3 separate regions of the Sus scrofa genome follow, and regions 1 and 3 are each linked to region 2. The links are chromatin contacts, called in public HiChIP or PLAC-seq maps. All regions are on one chromosome and are shown on one strand. The core of a region is the stretch at or near the end of the contact, and the rest is flanking DNA. Distances in the headings are between cores, read along the strand shown. Region 1 holds the start of AP1AR (AP-1 complex-associated regulatory protein). Region 2 overlaps LOC102158976 (a long non-coding RNA gene). Region 3 overlaps C8H4orf32.

Region 1 (3,427 bases), core at 239-2,738, 120 kb before region 2:
GTTGGTCAGATGGGACAGATCCTGAAAATTTAGCAATCTGTTCCAGAAAGTGCCAAATTAATGTCTTACTTCTTAACATAAAGTGGCTTGAGATTTTCAATTCTTAGTTTGAATTCCTGGGAGATACTTAAAAACAACAAAGCCAATTTCAAAGGAATTTATGCTTTTCAATAATTCATGAAATAAAACACACAAAAATGGAATAATTACGAAATTCTATTATTCTATGGATTCTGTGAGTAGAAAAATCTATGCATATCTCAGATTTAATCAAGAGATCTCAGGTTCAGAAGGGCTGTGATTTCCCTTGTGCTACAGAGAGCAATCAAGGTAACACATTCCTCTCGAAATTCCAAAAAATTAATATGAAAAAGCTACACTCTGCCCCTCTTGTTATCAGCACCAAGAATCCAAACGCCCGCTGGAAACCCAGCAATTCGTGTCTTTGTACTTATCAAAGAACTGCTCAAGGTCTGGAATCTTATGTTATTCCAGCATCCAAACGACTTCTAAAAAAAAAAAAAAAAATCTGAGACATCAACTTTTTGGAAGCAGATTCTCCACCTGCTCTGTCAGAGTCAAGAGAGAATCAAAAACGGAAGCTACCACCACCTCTGGCACTAAACCCAAGCCCAACGTAGAGTGTCCTCGGGTTGCTGTGGATCCTGTTCTACCGTCCATTCGTGGGAAGGTGCCCCTTGCTTCCTAGAGACGATGCCTCCCATGACTCTTTTATCGCGTGACAGTGCGCGCCCGGAGGAATCTCGCTCGGAGGTGGCAGGAGCGACACTCCGCCCTCACCTCTAGCTGTTTCCCTGGGAGGCCCCTCCAGGTCAGGGCCTCCACTACGACCACCCTCTTCACGCCAGTACAGCGGTGAAGGGAGCGGGCTCCCAGCCTTTTCAAGCCAGTGGGGGAGTGAAAGGGGTTCCCCGGCAGAGGTTGAATAGGAGGAGCCAGCGGGCGCCGGGCCCCTCCCCCAGTGGGCTTACCCTCCGCCGCCTCCTACACGCTGCAGCCGCCCGGCTTCCCTGCGGAGGAGCCCGAAGCACTGCGTCCAGCAGCAGTTCCCCATTGCATGCCGCCCAGGCGCCGCCGCTCCTCCGCCTCCTCCCGCTCAAAGCCCAAACCCAGGTCCGGCAGCCGCATCCGCGCAGCACGAGCCGAATAGGTGTTCGGGGACCGAGGGCGGGCCGGCCGGAGCGCGGCGGCGTGAGGGGCTGGGGCGACGGAAGGGACAGGCGCTCGGAACAAAAGCAGTGGTTACTCGAGCGGCCGTCGAGTCGTCGCCGTGCGAGGGAGGAGGGCCGGGCAGCGGGCTGTAGACTCGCTCGCCATCCGCATGGCCCCTCACTCGCCTCAGGCCCCAAACCCAGCTCGAATGACCGCCTCCTGCCGCCGAAGAAGGCCAGTCCCCGCGAGCCTCGCGCCCAGGCCCCTCCCTCCGGTGCGCCCAGGCCCGCGCCTCGCCACCGACGCCGCCACACCTCCGGCCTCTCCCGGGCCCCAATAGGCTGCTCCTTTGGCCGCCCCGCCTCCTCGGGCGACTAGCGGTTACGTCACTTCCGCCAGCTACTGGGTACGCAGTTCAATTTGTGGGTGTGGGTATCTGTTGGACCTTGACCTAACCAGGAAATCTTTACTTTTCGCGCCTTCCCTACTGTGGGTCCCGAGCCTTTCCGGGCGTCTCAAGTTCTAGGCTCAGTTTTCGAACTTTGTGCCAAAACCTTGTGAGCAGCTTCCCTAGAGCCCCAGCCTGGGAGTCATCAGGTGTGAAGGGGTCACTTGTCTGTGAGGTGTGTGCTTAGGTTTTGTTTATATTACACCATACATAGCTAACAGAGTCAGGGAATTGATTGTGGTTGTTTGGAAGCACCAAGAATTTTTTTTCTCTCAGGCTTCCAGTTTGCGTTTCAATCGCCATACTGTCAACATTGCAGGGAAATTTACTAACCGTGCCCTACTGGCCTTATTTGTTTTGTCTAAAATCAAATCTGGAGTCCAGAGGAAATAAGCTAGAGGACCGTGGTTTTTCAGGGACACCAGACTTGTCCAAGAGTGTTTCTCGAACTGTGGTAGATGGGAAGAGACAGCTACTCCGATGCGACTTGGTTTTCTTTAAAACTGAGTTTTTGTCTGGTTGGCTTTAAAATCGGTTATAAGGCGTAGCTTAGCAAACACCTGGTCTAAGTAGATAGGAAGCTTTAATTACTAACAAATCAGTCACATCAATTTTTAGCCTGTTTTAATTTAATTGAAAATTTTATTAATGATAAAATGTTCTTTGACATACTCATTTTCTTGCTTCCTGAATTCTAGACCCACCTGGGTTTCAGTCTTAGCCCTAATTTTGACCTTGTTTGGATCTCAGTAATTTTTTTGATCAAGTGCCCAGGGATATATTTGGCCCAGTAGTCTGCCATTGGATATTGGTAGAATGACTGAATAACTTATGAATAATGGCTATTTCTTTCCCCATTGCAGCCCCTGAAATCAAGCAGATATATTTGCAAAATAGTCTTGAAAATTCAACCCCCAATGTTTATTATTTTATTTTATTTTATTTTGTCTTTTTGCCTTTTCTAGTGCCGCTCCTGCGGCATAAGGAGGTTCCCGGGTTAGGGGTCAAATCAGAGTTACAGCTGCCAGCCTATGCCACAGCCACAGCAATGCCAGATCTGATTCGCATCTGTGACCTACACCACAGCTCACAGCAACGCAGGATCCTTAACCCATGGATTGAGCCAGGGATCAAACCCACAACCTCATGGTTCCTAGTCGGATTCATTAACCACTGAGCCATGACGGGAACTCCAATCCGGAATGTTTAAAAGAAACTGGTATATCCATTACGTAGAATACTACTCAGCAACAAAAAGGAACATATTGTCAATATGCACACCTTAAACTAACCTGCAGGAAATTATATTGGCTCAATACAGTATTGCTTTTCTAACCCTAATTTTGGGCATGGGTAGGAAATCAATAAAGACAATAGACAGGTGTATTCTGATAAAATTTATGTGTTTATCTTGTCACAGCTAAGGAATTCATTTATATGGCACTTGTTCAGGCAGAATATTCAGTTTACCAGTAAGAGACACAAATAGGTTATTTACAGTGATGGCTACTTAATGTCAGCCTTCTAGAGAGACCTGCTGGTTGTAGGTCTCTAGAGAGACCTTCCAAGTAGTAGGACCTTTCTCCAACTGTCCCATCCCTTTCAAAGTTCCTTTCTCTCTTGTAATTTGTCCTGAAGTTAAAGCAAGAGTTCTTTAAATAGGTTCCCTGGCGTCAGTCAGGATGCATTCTGTACCTTGAACTGTCTTCCAGATTATATGGTTCCAAATGTGAATCTCTTTTTGCTTAGAACTCCTCTATTGACTATTAATTACTTTGTGTTGTTTTGAGATCATTTGCTACAGTG
Region 2 (3,362 bases), core at 140-2,639:
TGATTTAAAGTATACAAGAGGCTGTGCATAGGCTATATGCAAATACTACACCATTTTATATAAGGGACTTGAACATCTGAGGATTTTGGTACCTTCAGGGGATCCTGAAACTGATCCTCCAAGGATACCAAGGGATGACTGTATCTTGAAGAGATATCTGTACTCCCATATTCATTGCAGAGTTACTCACAATAGTCAAGATATGGAAATAACTCGTGTTTATCTATGGATAAATGGATGAATAAGATTGATATAGGCATATATATAGATAGATGTGAGGATGTGAGATACACACACACACACACACACACACACATATTATTTAGCCATAAAGGAAGGAAATGTTATTTGCAACAACATAGATGGAGCTTGAAGGCATTATGCCAAATGAAATAAGTCAGAGAAAAACAAATACTACATCTTCTCCCTTATGTGTAGAATCTAAAAAAGTTGAACTCATAGAACCAGAGAATAGAACAGTGGTTGCCAGGGATTGGGTGGGGGGTGAGGGAAATGGGGAGATGTTGGCCAAATGTGTATATTTGGAATTTGCTGAAAGAGTAGATTTTAAATGTCTCCTCACACATACACAAAAAAATGGTACCTGTGTGAGGTGATGAATGTGTTCATTAACTTGATTGTGGCATTCAGCTCACAATGTATATGTGTATTAAATCATCACGTTGTATGTCTTTAACAAAATCACATTGTACAACGTAAATATATACAATTTTTATTTGTCAATTATACTACAAGAAGCTGGGGAAAAAAGCTTACAAAGATATTCTTTCATATTTTTCTCTAAAAACTTACTCCTGCCTCAAAACTCCTCCATGTTCAAATCTGCAGTCCATCTGAAATTTATTTTATATATGTTATAACATAATGGTTCTGACACATTTTTTTAAAATACGGAAAATTAAGTGGGCCCAGAACTATTGGTTGAAAGGAACATTCTTTTCCTATTGTCCTTCAGGGTCACTTTCGCCATATGTATAGGCCTGTTTATGGACTCTTTATCCTTGATCACTGTATTCATTTTCTAATGCTGTCATTGAAAATTACCATGAATCTAGGGTTTCAAGACAACACTCACTTTAAGTTTCACAGCTCTGTGAATCAGAAGCCTGGGTATAGCTCTTTTGGATCCTTTGCTTAGAGTCTAACAAGACTGAAATCAAGGTATTGGTAGGGCTGGGCTCTTAGCTGGAAGCCCTAGAGGTAAATTTGCTTCTGATGTCATTGAGGTTGTTGGCAGAATTTAATTCCTTGTTGTTGTAGGACTGAGTTCCCCAATTCCTTGCTGGCTGTCAGCTGGGGTTTAGTTTTTGCTCCTCAAGGCTGTTCATTCCTTCTCATGCCTTCTGTGTGGTTCTCCTCCAGCAACAAGTCAAGTTCCTCTCACCCCTCAAATCTCTCCCTACTTCCCCTTCTGCTGTGTCTTTGACTGGCACTTGTCCCTTTCCCTTTCGCTTTTGAGAGCTCATGTGATTACACTGGGCCCCCTGGATAAACCAGGATACTCTCTCTATTTTAGAGTCAGGTGGTTAGTAACCATAATTACATTGCAAAGTTCCTTCACAGCAGTATTTTGATTAGGTTTGGTTAAATAACTGTGAATAGTCATCTTGATGTGGGGGTAGTAGCATCTTTAGAATTCTGCCCACCATACTTGGTTTGTCTGTACTTGTATTATTACCGTTGCCTTAATTACCATAGTTTTATGATAGTTTTTGATCTATGGCAGTGCAAGTTGTTTGGCTCTGTTCTTCAAGACTGTCTTGGCCAATACATACATAATACGAGTTTCACAAGAAGAGAAGATGGATAATGGAACAGAAGCAATATTCAAATAGATATTGGCCAATATTTTCCAAAACTGATGAAAAGCATCCGAGATAGATATTTCCAAACTGCCCTTCAAAATTTTTGCAACAATGTATCGCTTCATTAACAGTGTATGAAAAAGCCTGTTTCCCTCCACTCATGACAACACCGGGTTTTAACTTTAAAAGTGAATGCCAATCTGATAAGTAAAACATGCAGTTTCCTCACTTTGAGTTCCTTGTTAAAATTTGTGAATGAAGGAGTTTCTGCTGTGGCATAGCGGAAACAAATCCGACTAGGAACCATGAGGTTGAGGGTTTGATCCCTGGCCTCGCTCAGTGGGTTAAGGATCCAGCATTGCCGTGAGCTATGGTGTAGGTCGCAGATGCAGCTTGGATCTGGTGTTGCTGTGGCTCTGGTGGAGGCCAGCAGCTGTAGCTCCGATTTGACCCCTGGCCTGGGAACTTCCGTATGCCTCGAGCACAGGCCTGAAAAGACAAGACCAAAACAAACAAACAAAAAAACCGAAAAAATAAAAAATAAAAAAAATTCTGAATGAAATTAAGCATTTTTTCATTTATATTAATTTCTGTTGATATCCTATTGCCAATGGTTTTGTTTTGTGTGTTATTTATTGTCATTCAGTTAAAAATTTATGATGTTAAACTTAGTTTACTTTTATGAGTTTTATGTATGCGATCGTGTTTATAAAGGTCATGTTTCAAGATTAAAAAAGAATCCCTCGATTTTTTTTTTCCTGGATAGCTTATGGTTTCTGTTTTGTGTTGTTTTGCTTTATTTAAATTTTTGATCTTAAATTTAAGTTTATTTTGCACTTAGAAGTGAGGCAACTTTTTTGAGAAATCACACAAAGGTTGCGAAAGGCCCCTTTACTCTCCTTAGACAATTCTTCCCCTGACCTCCACCCTGCTCTTCTTTGGAGTATTTTCAAAGAGTGAAGGGCTTGTGAATTGGCAAGTGCCCCTATCTCCAGAGCCACGATGGGAGCATGGCAGAAATATTGGTCTCCTGAAAGCATGATATTCTGTATTTGCTCTTTTATAACAAGTATCATAGCTGAAGCTCATTTAGCTCTATGAGTGGAATAAGAATTTCAGTGCAACTCACGGAATCTTAGGAATTCTCCATTTGTGGACAAATTCTCGGCAGCATTGTCGTGCATTGGGCCAGGAGCAAAAACACTTCCTTTTAGCTTTTTCATATTTTTTTCAAAGGTAAAAGCTTGATTTGAATATGTTTTACTGAAAGGAACCATATTGCAGAGATTGATTTGTAGACAGGTTTGTATGAAAATGCTACAGGACTAATCATGTGAAGGAAATCTTCCTCTGGGTTTTCTGATTTCAATATCACTAAAAAGAATCAAGTGATTAGCCCTAATTTCATAGACTTGCTTTTGTAAAATGTTCTCATTAGCATCTGTGGTAGAAGGGTGGAATAATTACCTAGCTTATCCAAAGGGAAGGTAAATGAGATGCTATGATAAATAACTAGCTTATTGCTTGTTGTTCAGA
Region 3 (3,054 bases), core at 311-2,810, 73 kb before region 2:
ATTTATATGGGCTTGTGCTAAGCAGGGACAGTAGAAATCCAAAATATTTCCCAGATAATATGGGTTCATTTGGTGGAAGATGGGGAGCAATTCTCCAAGTAAAACTTTTTTTTTTTTTAAGCTCCTTGTTTTGTCCTTTTGCTTCTAAAATGTTTTAATGGAGCTCTTTACAAGACCTATCTTGCCCAACTTGAATTTTTTCTTTTTTTGGTCTTTTTAGGGCCACACCTGCAGCATATGGAGGTTCCCAAGCTAGGGGTCGAATCAGAGCTGTAGCTGCTGGCCTGCACCACAGCCACAGCAACCTGGGATCCGAGCCATGTCTGTGACCTATTTCACAGGTCACGGCAACGCTGGATCCTTAACCCACTGAGCAAGGCCAGGGATGGAACCTGCATCCTCATGGATGCTAGTCAGATTTGTTTCTTCTGAGCCACGATGGGAACCCTCGGACTTGAATTTCATATTCCTATTTTGCCTGATCACTGTTTGGTGGTGGTTAAGATCTGGCATGGTAATAGGGGTGCTTAAAATTGGGCACAGGTCACAGTAATTAAACAAGAATTATGAATAAGCTACAATATATATATTTAACCCTGTTATAATCAACAGTTGAGTTTAATTTTAAACAATATCAACTTATGAATTTAATTACTAAAACAGCACACAATTCGAAACAAGGCAAACTTTTCAGCCTTCATGTAGTGAAATATTAACTTCACTAAATACACATATGGCTACTAAATGTTAAACAATAGTTCATTCTGCCACATTTCACTGTTGCACATAAATAATGACAAGGCAAAGAATAGCAACTAGTCCAAGGGCTGGTAGGCCAAGGAACCACAGCATAACCCAGAAGAAAATGACTACCACTGGTTCTACAATTTGTTCTCCAAAATACATTCTTGTGAAGCCCATGCTGATGAGGCTTTTGTTCAGTTCACCAAAAAGTGTTCCCATCTTTTTGTAGTCATCTCCAACAGGCTCACCAGTGTTATTTTGTGATTCTTCAATATCCTTAAAAAAAAACAAAACAAAACATAAACATAAAATCAGAAATAGGTGCATGTCTTTAAGAATAATGACTAACTCATAGTTCTTTTTAATCTTCCAAAGTATGTACTGGGCATACTTCTGATAATCATTCAGTAATATTTGGGAATGTTCCTTTTGATTGTCATATAGTAACAACTGTCTGTGCCCATCTTTCAAGAATATGGAAAGCACTGATTTATTGATTTGTGTGGAATCAACATTGACTGGACCCTCAACTACCAGAACACCGATTTATAAGATGAAGAATTCATTTCCATTCATTTTCTACTTTCCCAGAATTGCACAAAGACAACTTCTCAGATGAAGAGTCATGCTCATATTACTCTTATTAGTGACTATGATTTCAGAACAGCCTTTTTCTACTAATCTCCTATTTTGTGGTAGAGCCCTGGATTTCTCTGTTCTGGTAGGTAAGCTCTTTTTAGTCCATTCCACTGACTCCAAGACTTTAAGGAACCTCGCTTCAGCTGACTGGAGCAGGGCTTGGTGCTAATGTTGAGCAATCCTCAGCCATTGCTGCTGTGATGTGTCAGTTTTAGCTGGAGAGCTAAGACTTCAGTGTAGGCCCTGGCATAGTTTTCTGTAATTTAACACATGTCCTAAATGCCCCTTATGAATCCCACCAGAAGCAACATACAGTTTCCAAGTAGGAATCATTTTGAACAATATTCCCCAAAGTCCACCTAGACATGAGCTCCCCAGAAGATGTCCATCTGTACCCAATTATACATAGCAAAAATTATTTACTATTTCTAGTACATCTCAGTCTTACTACAATTTAGGCCTTCATGTTTTTGTTATTAAGCTACTATCTCTCAGCTTCAACCACACCCTTTGGAATTCTGCAAGACATAGCTGGCTCCTTGTTGGGCTCTGCCCACAGAGGAACGAGAGAGACTTTGTGCAGTTAGAGGAGGAAGGGATTTACTCTTTCCTTGTTTGCCTTGCTGGGGTTTCTCAATACTATCTACTTTAGTGATAATTCACTCTGGCAGTAGAAGGTCTGTCTGGTAGCAGTCACTGATTTCAATTTAGTGGCTTCCCAACCCTTGTAGAACCAATCTCAATGAGCCTTCTTGAGATATCAGATCAAACTCCTGGGTTCCTCTTCCTCAGATATCTGCTTCCCAGATCTATGGTGTCCCTCTTCTGAACTCAGAAACACCAGCACCAGGTGAGCAGTGATCAGTTCTTGGAAGTCTGAGTCCCAGCTCTATGGGACGGGGCCTTCCCCAGTCTTCTCGGTTTTAGTAATTCTACCTCTTTTCTTTGCTTCCCCTGGCCCAGGAGTGGTAGCTGCTTCCTGCTGTTATTGTCTGTGGCACTTAGCCTGTTGTAGTGCTGTGGTTTTTAAACTTTAGCATAAGTTAGACTCTCTCAGAGGGCTTTTAAAGCCCAGAATGCTGGCCAACTGACAGGGTTTCTGACCCAGTAAGCCATGAGTGGGACTTGGTGTCTGAGAATTTGCACTTCTAACAAGTTTCCAGGTGATTCGTAATGATGCTGATTTTTCTACCATCCTTTGAGTATCAGTGTGTTAATGTTCTCTTTTTTGCCTTTTCTGTTTTTCAGTGCCTACTTAACAATTCTTTCTATTAGATTATTCTTGATAAAATAATTGGTATAGTTTCTGTCCCCTCACTAGACCCTAGTACAGTCACAAAAGAAAATCTATGACATGTTGAAGATATAGTTGTAATTATAATTTATTAAACCTAATTTTTTAGGAGTGATGATTCAAACTGGTAATTATTTACTGAATTTATACTTGCTTATAGTAGATAAAAGATGGAAAATTTCTCATATATTAAAAAAAAAGCTTTGGGTACAGCAGGGTTTCACATAATAAGTATTAAATGCCATTAACTATGCTGTCTGAGAGTTCCCGTCGTGGCGCAATGGTTAATGAATCCAACTAGGAACCATGAGGTTGTGGGTTTGATCCCTGGCCTTACTCAATTACTTTCTACCAAAAAGAAAGGAGTTCCCGTCGTG

The links. HiChIP or PLAC-seq counts read pairs in DNA pulled down with a chosen protein or histone mark.
Region 1: a contact with region 2 is called in an H3K27ac HiChIP or PLAC-seq map of alveolar macrophages. The contact joins the promoter of AP1AR here to the enhancer-like site in region 2. A contact is called at or near these places in 18 of 47 Hi-C or Micro-C datasets (alveolar macrophages, blood, brain and 12 more) and 2 of 2 datasets of contacts at active chromatin or transcription factors (alveolar macrophages and skeletal muscle).
Region 3: a contact with region 2 is called in an H3K27ac HiChIP or PLAC-seq map of alveolar macrophages. The contact joins two enhancer-like sites. A contact is called at or near these places in 2 of 47 Hi-C or Micro-C datasets (omental adipose tissue and retroperitoneal adipose tissue) and 1 of 2 datasets of contacts at active chromatin or transcription factors (alveolar macrophages).

Annotation. Positions count from the first base shown.
Region 1 is chr8:110,419,060-110,422,486 of Sscrofa11.1, forward strand. AP1AR (AP-1 complex-associated regulatory protein) reads right to left here and starts at 1,489. Exons shown (of 10, transcript XM_003482454.4): 1 at 993-1,489. The coding sequence starts at 1,075.
Region 2 is chr8:110,543,527-110,546,888 of Sscrofa11.1, forward strand. All of the region lies in intron 2 of LOC102158976 (a long non-coding RNA gene), which reads left to right. Among named protein-coding and RNA genes, the nearest start is that of C8H4orf32, 40 kb to the left of the region's middle. Within about 2 kb of position 1,390, at least 4 of the 83 cell types and tissues checked have an H3K27ac peak or open chromatin away from gene starts, as enhancers often do. A contact at or near this core is called in alveolar macrophages and retroperitoneal adipose tissue, where this site is marked.
Region 3 is chr8:110,470,266-110,473,319 of Sscrofa11.1, forward strand. C8H4orf32 reads right to left here. Exons shown (of 2, transcript XM_013978951.2): 2 at 1-1,020. The coding sequence ends at 775. All of the region lies in intron 1 of LOC102158976 (a long non-coding RNA gene), which reads left to right. Among named protein-coding and RNA genes, the nearest start is that of C8H4orf32, 33 kb to the right of the region's middle. Within about 2 kb of position 1,561, at least 2 of the 83 cell types and tissues checked have an H3K27ac peak or open chromatin away from gene starts, as enhancers often do. A contact at or near this core is called in alveolar macrophages, where this site is marked.